Regions from separate parts of the Gossypium hirsutum genome. Here regions 1, 2 and 3 are each linked to region 4. A link is a contact called in public Hi-C data. All regions are on one chromosome and are shown on one strand. The core of a region is the stretch at or near the end of the contact, and the rest is flanking DNA. Distances in the headings are between cores, read along the strand shown. Region 1 holds the start of LOC107945342 (prostamide/prostaglandin F synthase). Region 2 holds the start of LOC107945465. Region 3 holds the start of LOC107941190 (basic leucine zipper 4). Region 4 holds the start of LOC107935191 (U-box domain-containing protein 30).

Region 1 (2,700 bases), core at 180-2,679, 400 kb before region 4:
ATTTATTATATCAGTCTATAATAAGTAGATAAAAATTACCAATGATGATAATGAATGGATTAAGGATTTTAAATTAAAAGAGTAGGAGGATTAAATTTTAAAATTTTAAAATACAGGGACTAAATCTCAAATTCTATACAAGTAGATGTATTTTAACTTTATCATTATGCTGGAACTTTGCAACATATATCAAACACTTGATCTAAAGGTGCATGGTCACCTGTTCCTTCATCTTTATGAGCATATAACAGTTGTTTACCTTTGAACACAAACATCCCTCCCTGATAGTACCAAAGAGGAAAACTTATATTATAACATTGAATTTAGGCTTATACAAGCTAAAATGAAATTAGGCTTACCTCTTGCAGTACACTACTTGTTTCGTCAGGGGTGGCCTCAATTGTATAGTTTTTTACAGCTTCTTGCAGGGACTCAAATCTTGAAAACACTTTAGTCTGCACGACATAGACAGTGTATGATTGACAAGCATGTGTTTGATTTATTTTTACACTCCATCAATGTAATAGATGTTTGTGTCCAAAATTACTGAAATCTGAAAAATCGAGAACAAAATACTGCAGAGAATGGAAAAGAGATGTACACTTGCTGGGTTGAAAAACGTACGACCAAAGCCATAATATAGGCCCAAAATATCATATGCCTGAGAAGGAGAATGTTAAAAAACCAAGTAAAGGGAAAATATGGATCCATTAACACTGTGATATTACCTCCCGGTTTGGATCAGCGTAAAGGCAATCCATTGGAAATGGTAGCTGAATCAATTTCAGTGAGCCAACTTAAGAAATTTGTTAACAACAATAATTATAATAATAATAAATTTGGTATCAATGGTACCCGTTCTGCAAGCAAACGTGCTTTGTTAGGTGTACCAACGCCGATTGCAATCAGTTTAACTCCAGCCGATTCAAATCTTGCTTTTGCTTCTTCCAATCCTAAAGCAAGTTCCCAGCTAATAATGAATCAAAGAACATAACTTGTTTAGCAATGAATCATATAAATTTACACACACAATAAATAAATAAATAAATAAATAAATAAATAAACTCCCAGTGGAGTGAGTACCAACAAGGGCATCCGAAATGGCGTAGAAGTGCAACAACTGCAATTCCCTGTTGGGGGTGAAGAGAAGAAATTAGTAAAAGGCTAAGATCGGAGCAAGTTTTTAGCAATAAGAAAGGAGTAAAATTTACTTGGTTTTGGTCCCAAAGGTCTTTGAGAAAGACAGGCTGATCAGCAGCAGTGAAAATGGTAACATCCCCAAGGACGTCACCTATATCTGCACTGAATTCAGAGGCAGAGGCTTTTCCCACGACCCCAGAGTTGTCGGTGCCATTATTGCTTGTGAAAAGCTTGGCTGGTTTTAATTTTATAGGAGAAGAATGGGGAATTTCAATGAAGGAGTTTGAGATCCAAATTTAAGAGAATTGAGTGAAGAAAAACATAGAGGTCGCACCGATTGCAGGTTTTGTGAAGGTAAGGTGGTCATTGTAGGGATACAGAGGGTGGGAAACTGGAAACTTTCCAAGAAACAAAAAATGGTCGATTTGTTTTGACCCCAATTTTATTTGATGAAATTTGTGGAGGGAGGAATTTCTTGTTGCTGGAATGGTGGTTGAGAGATCATTAACGTTTTTATTGTGTGGGCTGCTTATTTGGATTAGGTTTTCAATTGGGTGGGATCTAGCCCACTAAATCACTTCTTTTTTTCAAGTCCAATATTATTTCCTTTCTAAGAGTTTTTACCAACTATCTTCATCTTTTCGTGGCAGTATTGCCATTAGACTGCTCAATGATTCCTTAATTAGATAACTGATGAGCCATTGACTGCCACCCAACTTAAACTTCCTTCTAAGTTTTAAATTGGTACCTAAATTAAATACTTGAATTTAGTTTTTTTAACTTAAAGCTTTTTTTTTGGTCCAAATTAATATTTACAATGAATGACTTATTTGAACCAATTTGAATTATGAAGCCAAGTTCAAGTACCTAATTGGATAAAAAAACCCTTAAATATCAATTTGAACCTTAAAACTTTATCATGGTTCCACCAATTGATATGTTTCCACAAATAAATTGAAATTCAATTTCTTGCATTGTATCTTCAATTTTTGGAAACCTATTCCATGAACGCACAAAATCTTTCAAATTACATCTGATTCAGCCTAGATATTGTAGATATTTTTCCATTTTCATCCCCGAGCATTTTAAATTTCCCATTTCTCAAATCATCCAATGACATGAATTAATTGATAGAGCTAAAACAAATTTGGTCTAATTTCATATACTATACGAAAAAAATTATACTCAAATTTGAATTTATATTTACAATAAACAGAATTGATAAATGAAATTTAGCAGCGTAGACATTTGTATAGAATAAATCTCTACCATTACATATCCCAATCTCGATTTCAACATATCTAACCTATAAATCAAATAGCCATTGGCCCTTGAAGAGTATTGCTAGGCTTCCATCATGGTTGTGTCCATGTAACCACTTCTAATCAAATTGGTGCCCTCTAACGAAGCCGAAACTGGGCCGATTGAAAGCAACGCGTGTCCATAAAAGGGTGAATATCATCTTCAGTACCTTGGGGCCCTCAAATTGGTGGCAGATCATGAAGCAATCTTTAGCTAAAAAACCAAACCTTGCTAGGTAAAATTTGTACAAACCCAATA
Region 2 (2,700 bases), core at 131-2,630, 270 kb after region 4:
TAAATTTAAAATTATAAAATTTAAAAAAACATACAAAATATCATATATTAGTTACATTTGGGCATTGTGCAACATTGTTGGTTTTATAAGCAATGGAAATTTTAAATCGTGTTATTCCTCCTTTTAACTTTTCCACGTAGTTTACATGTTTCCTTTCATATTTGGCATAAGAAATCTAAAATGCCATCCTATATCTTCGCTTGATGCACCCTTTAAATTAAATCTACCTCAAATTATAATGCATAATTTTTTAATAAATTAAACCTTGAACAATTTTTTTATATTAAACCTTTAAATAAAATTAAATTATAAAAAATTTAAACCTTTAACTTAAATTTCAAGATAGAAAACGAAAATATAAAAATAATAATCCATAAGGTTTTTAATAAATTAAACCTTTTAATTATTTTTTATATTAAACTTTTAACTAAAATTAAATATAAAAAATTTTAAATACATGATGGCATATTTTATGATTAGTTATACAATAATCATAATTTCATAACTATAATTATTAATAATATAAAAAATAACAATCAAATAACCAAACCAAAATAATAAACAAATATAAGTAATCATTAAATAACCCATTAAAATAACTAACAAATATAACTCATAATCAAGTAAACCATAAAAATATTAAATGAAAACTATGTTTAAACACAAAATCAACCCAAAGTCCAAATACCATCAGCCACCCACCCATAATCTACCTACCCATTCCCACTCAAATACCCAAATCCCCAAACTTAGGCCAAACCCATAAAAAACATCATGGCCCCCATCACGATTATACCCAAACATGGGTCCGGCGGAACTAATCTAAAATTTTAAGTTTGTTTTCTAAATTTGAGTCTAACTTAACTTAAAAATCACACTTAAAATTTTACTTAAACTCGATCCGATCTATTTGTATTAATTTTTTTATGTATTATTTTTATATAAAAATAAATATTAAAAATATAATACATTAAACACACTAAAAATATTAAAATAATTTTTTTCTCAAACATTGAAAATATATTTAAAAAATCTTTATATTTAAATAACACTAATATAATATTCAAATAATAACAATAAAATAGTACCAATATAATAATAAAATGAGAGTAAAATATCATCAAAATAGCAACAAACAACAACAAAATAGCAGTACAAAAAACATTTAGGTATATTCGAGCCAAGCCTGACAGGTCAAAAAAATCTTACCCAATATCTATTTTTTTATCTAATCTAATTTTTTAAGCCTGTATTTTACCAAAACACTCTCACTTTTCAAACAGCTTTCGAGCTTAGATGAATGAATAAAAAATACAGCAAATAATAACAAAATAATAGCAAATAACAATAAAAGGATATCTAAACAAATTCAGAAGGAGCCGGGTCAGGCCGAAAAAATCTTCCACACCCTGTTTAGAAAGCGGGCTTGATTCCCAAATTATAACCTTCTATTTTTTTCCAGCATTTGTTTTTGTTTCATTTTTTCGTTCTGTCCGAAACAGAAAGTTAGAAAACTCTCTTTCTTACCCCCAAAACTCCCTATTCCATAAAACTTTCTCCCATAAAAATCTCATGAATCTAAGATCTAACTTCTAATCCTTGCTTAGTCCTTCGTTCTCCTCCTCACGTCTGCATCAAAAATGGAGAAACAAAACAAAGATCAAGACAGACTCAAGTGAAAATAGGTACTTGAAAATTTAAGCAATTTCTTGACTCTTGATGTGTATTGTAGATGAGGGAATGACGGGTTGCTTGGTTTTTGGCTGGATTTGAGTGTGTGTACTTTTTTTTGTTTTGTTTTAAACATTGAGTTTGAGGTTTGAGAAATGAAGTTATGTTTTTAGTTTTTACTTGTGTTTTAGACTCTGTTTAGATAACTCGAGCTGCTAACTAAGCCATATTACAGAACTATTATTGTTACCTTTGCAAAGTTTGGGCAACTGATATCAGTGTCCAGAAAGCACTTTATATCAGAAGGTACCAATTGAAACTCAACAACAACACCAGGTAAATTAGCTAAGTTAAATTAATGAATTGTTGATGTTGAATGCCAGTGAACAATCAAAGAATGGGTAAGATGTTACAAAAGCATGGACTATGACTATGATGTTGTGAATGCTTTAAGCTATCATCTATGTCTCTTAATTTTCGGTGTTTTGGAAGTTGGGTCCGTTACAGTGGGTTCTAAGTTTGGTGTTGGAGTGAAAAAAGACCAAAACGACGCTACTAATAAAAGAGCTAAAAAGGCACCACCAAAGACAAGAAAGCCATCGAGCAGACACCAAAACGACCGGTTCCGACTCCGACTGTATTTTCAAAGTCCTGCCTATGCATGCTTTCCTCAATTTCTCAAGTCCGACTCAACAATGGGTACCAGGAAACGGGACCTCCCCTCTGCTTTGCTTCTCTGCCTTATCTTCTTCCTTCTTTCAAGTTTTTCCTCCTTTGCATCTGCCCAGAAACTTTCTTTGGGTACTCTCTGCCTTCTTTTTCTTTCTTACTTCTTGCATGTTTATCTTAACTCTCTGAATTCTATGAATTAGGGTTTTCTTTTTGCCTTTTAGTGGTTAAAGAGTTAAATCTTGATGAAATTAGATGGATAAGGAATCAAATGTTCATATAGCTTTAGTTGGTTGGGTTGTCTGTGCTTATCATATTTCTTGTAATTGCTCGTAATAATGTCTTAGTAGTGGGAAGTCC
Region 3 (2,700 bases), core at 152-2,651, 280 kb before region 4:
ATTCATCATTAGCCGTTAAAACCTTTGCTTGACTGTTAATTTTAGCATATTCTATTTCACTTTATGCCAAAGGGAAGGGCAACCTTACCCTTCAATAACTTTTCTTTTTTCTTAGGAGCATAATCAAATTGAGCCGAGCCCGAATATCATTAAGTTCGAACTCGATTTGAAATTTAAAGCTTAATATTTGACTCAAATTTTAAAATTTATTTTCAAGTTCGAGCTCGATTAAATTTATTTATTAATTTTTGCATTTAAACTTGAACTCAACTCAAAATTTACATAATTTAACAATATGAAAAAAATAAAAAATTCAATATAGCTTGTGAACAGCTTGAATTTAGTTCGATAATCATCGAATCGAATTTAAATAGTTTACGAAGACCAATATATTTTATCATATATAATATTAGAGAAAGGTATCTTAGAAATTTGTGTCTCCAAACTCAATGGAGTGATGAAATGAAACCCAAAATTAAATGATAACTTTGAGACAATGGGATGAGATTATATAAAATAATAAAAAAGTAAGTTTCAATGATTTGCCATATTGCATTAAACGTATAGTGGGAGGGATTTTTCAAAGCTAACAACAAAAAAGAAGAAAACAAAAATAACGTTGACAAAAGCCAAACACTGACTCAACTTATTTCTACACTACAATACTGTGTGGTTTCGTATCTCTTTTAATTTACAGAAACCCATCCATTTTCTTTCTCTAACACCATTTTAATTTACAGAAAGAGATAGCTAGTTTCTCCCTTTTGGAGAGAAATTTAATGTAGTTTTATTGTGAATGCGTTTAGATGATTAATGGTGGTGGAATTTGTTCGGACATGACAGTCACGTTATTGCATGGCCATGCAGATGAAAACTGCTGCAGCTGCTTGAATAGCAAAATTTGATGCATGTCCGACAATTTTTGTCGGAGCACAGTGGACTCAGATCGGAGGCGGTCGTTGTCAGTCCTTACACGATGACAGTGGTACAAAAGGAACCTCAAACGGTTAGTCAGTTCTCGGTTCTCGATTCTAAGCCGGTTCGCCTGGTTCCTTAGGTTTTCTAAATGATTCCGTTTACGCATCCGTGACCTCCTGGCCGATTCCCGGTTCGATATCATGCGTCTTCTCTTTCGTTCATCGATGATGGAAAGCGTTTGGTTTGATTCGTCCAAACCGGAATTGGAGTGGGCTTGGGTTTGGTTCGGTTCAATCGGAGCGGGTCCTACTGACTGGGTATTGGAAAAAAGTTGGGAGCAATCCCAAGCGCTTTGGAGAGAGGGAAATGGATCACTTTGTATCATGGGATTGGAGGAAATAATGGCCGGAACAGTGGACAACATGGCTTCCTTTAAGAATAACAAACATACATGGGGAAGGTAAAGGGAAGAAATGCAGCGTAGGAGGCATGTATTTATGGGCAGCTCAAGGGTAGTTTTGTAATATTATCAATAAAGTAGAGTTAATAAAAAAGCCATTTATTTAGGTGATGGGTGGGAGTAGATAGATGGTTCAAGTCTCCACCAGATCAAAAGCATTCGATCATGTCCATCCATGAGGCCTACTTTTAAATTTTATTACAATTTAATCAAACATTTATGGGGGGGCATCATTACCCCATAATTAATTTAATTCAACAAATGAACAGGAATGTAAAAGAAATTTAAGTTCCTGCTTCTGAGGAAGTTCCTGAATGGAAGGAACATCACATAAATTCCTACTTCCTCATGGATCATTCTCCAAAATTTTCAACCAAGGATCTAGAGTCTTGTTTCGGTAAAAATAATTTAGAAATTAATAATTTTAGGAGGAATTTTGATATCGGATTTAACTCACTCAATTCCTTTTTTTTTCAAATTTCATTATTTTATTTTTAATACACATGGTCCCACTATAAATACAAATAAAAGGTCACTTTCAAAAAAATATTTTTCATAATTTTAGTTTTTTTTAAATTATTTATAATTTTTACAAATCTAATGATATTCAATATTGAATATTTTCTATATTATTATTTTTCTTTTATAATTATATTTGTAGTTTGTAAAATTTCATTAATTCAAGTTTTCATAAAAGAACTATTTATCCAAAACAATCAATTACAATTATTACCATTTTGAATTTATGAATTCTAAAATACTAACATTTTAAAAATCTCTAAAAATTTAAAATTCTTCGCCCATCCCCACTCTTAAAAGTTTAAACATAAACATATGTATTTAGTATATAAATCAGATTATATACAACAATTAAGGGTAAACTATAAAAATAGTCACCCAACTATGTCTTTAGTTCTATTTTAGTCGCTTAGCTATTGGCTTTTTTTATTTATTTAATCACTAAACTTTTTGAAATTAAATATTTTAATCATTCCCCCATTAGTTGCCATTAGATGAGTGACAGAATGCCCTTTTTTTATTGGTCTAATAACAAATGCAACCCTCTGATGTTTAGACATTCTATCAATTTGATCTTAAATATTAAAAAAATTCAAAAAATTTAGCTATCAATGCTTACAAAATTATATTCAAATTCTAAAAAAAATCCAATAACTTTAACCTTCAATGTAATGCCTCAAAATTTTGAACTTTTGTTTGTTAAATTTAGTCATAAGATACGTATTTACTTCAGTGGTCTGGAGCCTTGATTGTGTGTTTGAGATTAGGGGTTTAAGTCCCACTCTTGTAAATTTTTTGTTATC
Region 4 (2,700 bases), core at 73-2,572:
TTTGTTGGCTGCATCAAATTGGTTTTGGACTCTGAATCAAGCTCCAAATTGACAAGAACGGCAATCGCCTCTGAACCAACAGCATGGGAAGTAAATGGACCTAACAAGGATGAAATTAGAGAAACTCCACCTTCATCAACCACTGTCTTCATTGCTGTTGCACGTGCAGCCACAACTTGCTTAAGCTCCTTCAAGGCTTGAATCCTGGCCTGACCTTTAGCCTTCTTCAAGGTCTGAAGAAGCTCACTTACCCTTCCTTGTACATCCTCGGATCTCTTCTTCATAAGCAAATATTTCTGCGAAAACCAAGTGTAAATCAAATGGTAAAGGGTTCTATTTGGGGTAACAGAATCATCCCAGAGTTCTTGCATTGTAGTGGGGCAAGTATAGTGCCCCAAATTGAACCATTTGAGAATGTTGGACCTCTCATATGTTTGGCCAGTGCAAAGAGTTACAGGGTCTTGCATTGGCTCAAGAGAGATGGGACAAATAAACACAGAAGGAATCTCAGGTAAATCAAGCTCTTCAATCATTTTCTTCAGATCTAATTTCTCACCAACGGCAGCACCAATGACTCCACCACCAACACCACCCAAAACCCCATCTTTAACAGCAGTATCCAGATCCAGAACTTGCCCATCACCACTACCATCAAATGCAGCAACAACCACCCCATCCGTCTTTGAGGGTTGAAACATGGGCATCTTTGAAACCCGCCCTTCTTTTTCCGAAAAAAAAGAGATAAAGCAACACAGATTCTCAAGGTACCAAAAAAGAAGGATTATTTTTAAAACCCCTCTACACTACCCACAACAAGCTCTAAATTCACTGCACTGACAAGCACCCTTCAACCCACATTATGAAAAAAGAATGGAACTTGTATATTTCCAATCAATTCCTCTCTCATTGACAAATCATAAAGCAAGAAATATACCTTCTTTTTCTCCCTACAAACTCACACATCTATTTTGCTTTATCCTGATCTCTTTTTCTAGGGTCAAAAGTCCATCATAATAACAATAATATCACGAATAAACACACAATAACCAAGCTCCCATCTTTCACTTCTTGTACAAGCTTCCCATCATCAAGCCCCCCAAAACAGCAAAAATAAGTAGGCATAGAAAAGAAAGATACTAGTAAAAGAAAGCAGTCAAAGATAAACAGTTAAAAGAGTAGTACAAAAGCTAATCAATTAGCCCTTTTTCCTCTAAACCCAACCATTAATGGTACAGAAAAATTAGGGGGGGAAAACCCAAACAAGAAAAAAATGAAAAAGCTTCAAGAATTTAGTGAAGAGAATCAACTTATTGTGAAAACAGGCCTTACCACAAAATGGAGAGAAAAAGAACAGAGAAAGCCATGTCCTGCAAAGGCTTCCCTACTGCTCTTCTTTTGGGGCAGTTGTTTGCTGGATAAAAATAAAATAATTTTAAAATTATTAAAAAAAACCTTCACGAAAAATAATAAAAATTAATTATTAATGAGATATCTTAATATATTAATGCATTGCTTCTTCTTTTTTTCTTTTTTTTTTCCATGAAATGACCTTTTTTTCCCCTAATATTTTACCAGAGTAAAAAAAAGAAAGAAAGAAGCGAAAGTTGAAATTACCAAGTTACCGGCAATCAAGCCATCCGACCCGCACACCACACGTGCAGTCATATCAATTCTTTGCCGTAATCTCCCGGCTATTACTTTTAATTTAACAGTGATGTTACTAAAAAGTTAGTTTTCATTAATAAATTGAACTAATGAATGGATTCAAGATTTTGATTTTAATGTTTGTTGTTGTAGCTAAAAGGAATCTCTTTTCAACTTAAGAAACTTCATCCACATATGTTATGTGGACAAAATCTAATTTCAAAATTAATCATCATCTATTTTCAGTTCTTTAATGTCATTCTTATATTATTTATAACTACTCATTTATAGAAATTTTATTTACCTAAAAGAATTATGGGGGCCCTACTTTTTTTATTTTTAAAAAGAAAAATAATTTCATGTGTTTATTTATTTTAGGTAAAGTGCCAGCAAAGCATTTTGACCGTGACAGTTTTGCTTTGACTGCACGCCTGTGCTGCTTCACTTTTCCGGTCTTTGCGTTGACTGCCTTTGCCCCCACTTCCAGATCTAACCAATCACCACCTGCCACGTAGACACGAGAGCCCTGCCTCTTTTTTAATAATGACTTGAAATTAGTATTTGTTTATTTTTCTGTGCCATGGTACAGTGAGTGTTCAGCATAATATCATAAGTATTTCACGCTCCCTCGTTTTTCCAGATTTTTTTTTTAATAATTCATATGCAAATATTAATAATTATTGACCAAATACAATATGGTCTATAATTAGGATTTGAAATTTGGGTGGTAAGGGCTGCAAAGTGTTGGTTGGGAGCCGCTTCTCATAATTATTATTTAATTAATTGCATTAAAGTGTAATAAAATAATAAATATTTGAGTAGTTCGCAAACTCGATGGGTGAGGTTGGAATTAATTAGATTAATTGGCTATTAATACTGGACAGCTTTGTTTTTTTTGGACTTATATGTTTTTAAGTAATATATTAACACAACAATTATTTATATATTAAAATTTGATTTACGAAATTTAAAACCTTCATAGTTGTCAATATTCTAAATATTTTAAAAAATTTAATTCAATTTTATTTATATAATAATTTTTAAAAAGTAATCTAA

What was found. A called contact is a pair of places that touch in the nucleus more often than the background predicts.
Region 1: a contact with region 4 is called in a Hi-C map of leaf, with 2.4 times the contacts expected there. The contact joins the promoter of LOC107945342 here to the promoter of LOC107935191 in region 4. A contact is called at or near these places in 3 of 34 Hi-C or Micro-C datasets (anther and leaf).
Region 2: a Hi-C map of leaf shows a contact between it and region 4, with 2.0 times the contacts expected there. The contact joins the promoter of LOC107945465 here to the promoter of LOC107935191 in region 4. A contact is called at or near these places in 8 of 34 Hi-C or Micro-C datasets (anther, hypocotyl, leaf and 1 more).
Region 3: a contact with region 4 is called in a Hi-C map of leaf, with 1.9 times the contacts expected there. The contact joins the promoter of LOC107941190 here to the promoter of LOC107935191 in region 4. A contact is called at or near these places in 8 of 34 Hi-C or Micro-C datasets (anther, hypocotyl, leaf and 1 more).

Annotation. Positions count from the first base shown.
Region 1 is chrD12:26,684,964-26,687,663 of Gossypium_hirsutum_v2.1, forward strand. LOC107945342 (prostamide/prostaglandin F synthase) reads right to left here and starts at 1,430. Exons shown (of 7, transcript XM_041107972.1): 1 at 1,212-1,430; 2 at 1,084-1,130; 3 at 856-970; 4 at 729-773; 5 at 602-661; 6 at 360-455; 7 at 74-281. The coding sequence starts at 1,430. The coding sequence ends at 165.
Region 2 is chrD12:27,354,361-27,357,060 of Gossypium_hirsutum_v2.1, forward strand. LOC107945465 reads left to right here and starts at 1,381. Exons shown (of 10, transcript XM_016879481.2): 1 at 1,381-2,472. The coding sequence starts at 2,091.
Region 3 is chrD12:26,804,626-26,807,325 of Gossypium_hirsutum_v2.1, forward strand. LOC107941190 (basic leucine zipper 4) reads right to left here and starts at 1,402. Exons shown (of 1, transcript XM_016874742.2): 1 at 518-1,402. The coding sequence starts at 1,342. The coding sequence ends at 803.
Region 4 is chrD12:27,089,249-27,091,948 of Gossypium_hirsutum_v2.1, forward strand. It overlaps LOC107935191 (U-box domain-containing protein 30), which reads right to left and starts at 1,323. Exons shown (of 1, transcript XM_016867760.2): 1 at 1-1,323. The coding sequence starts at 704.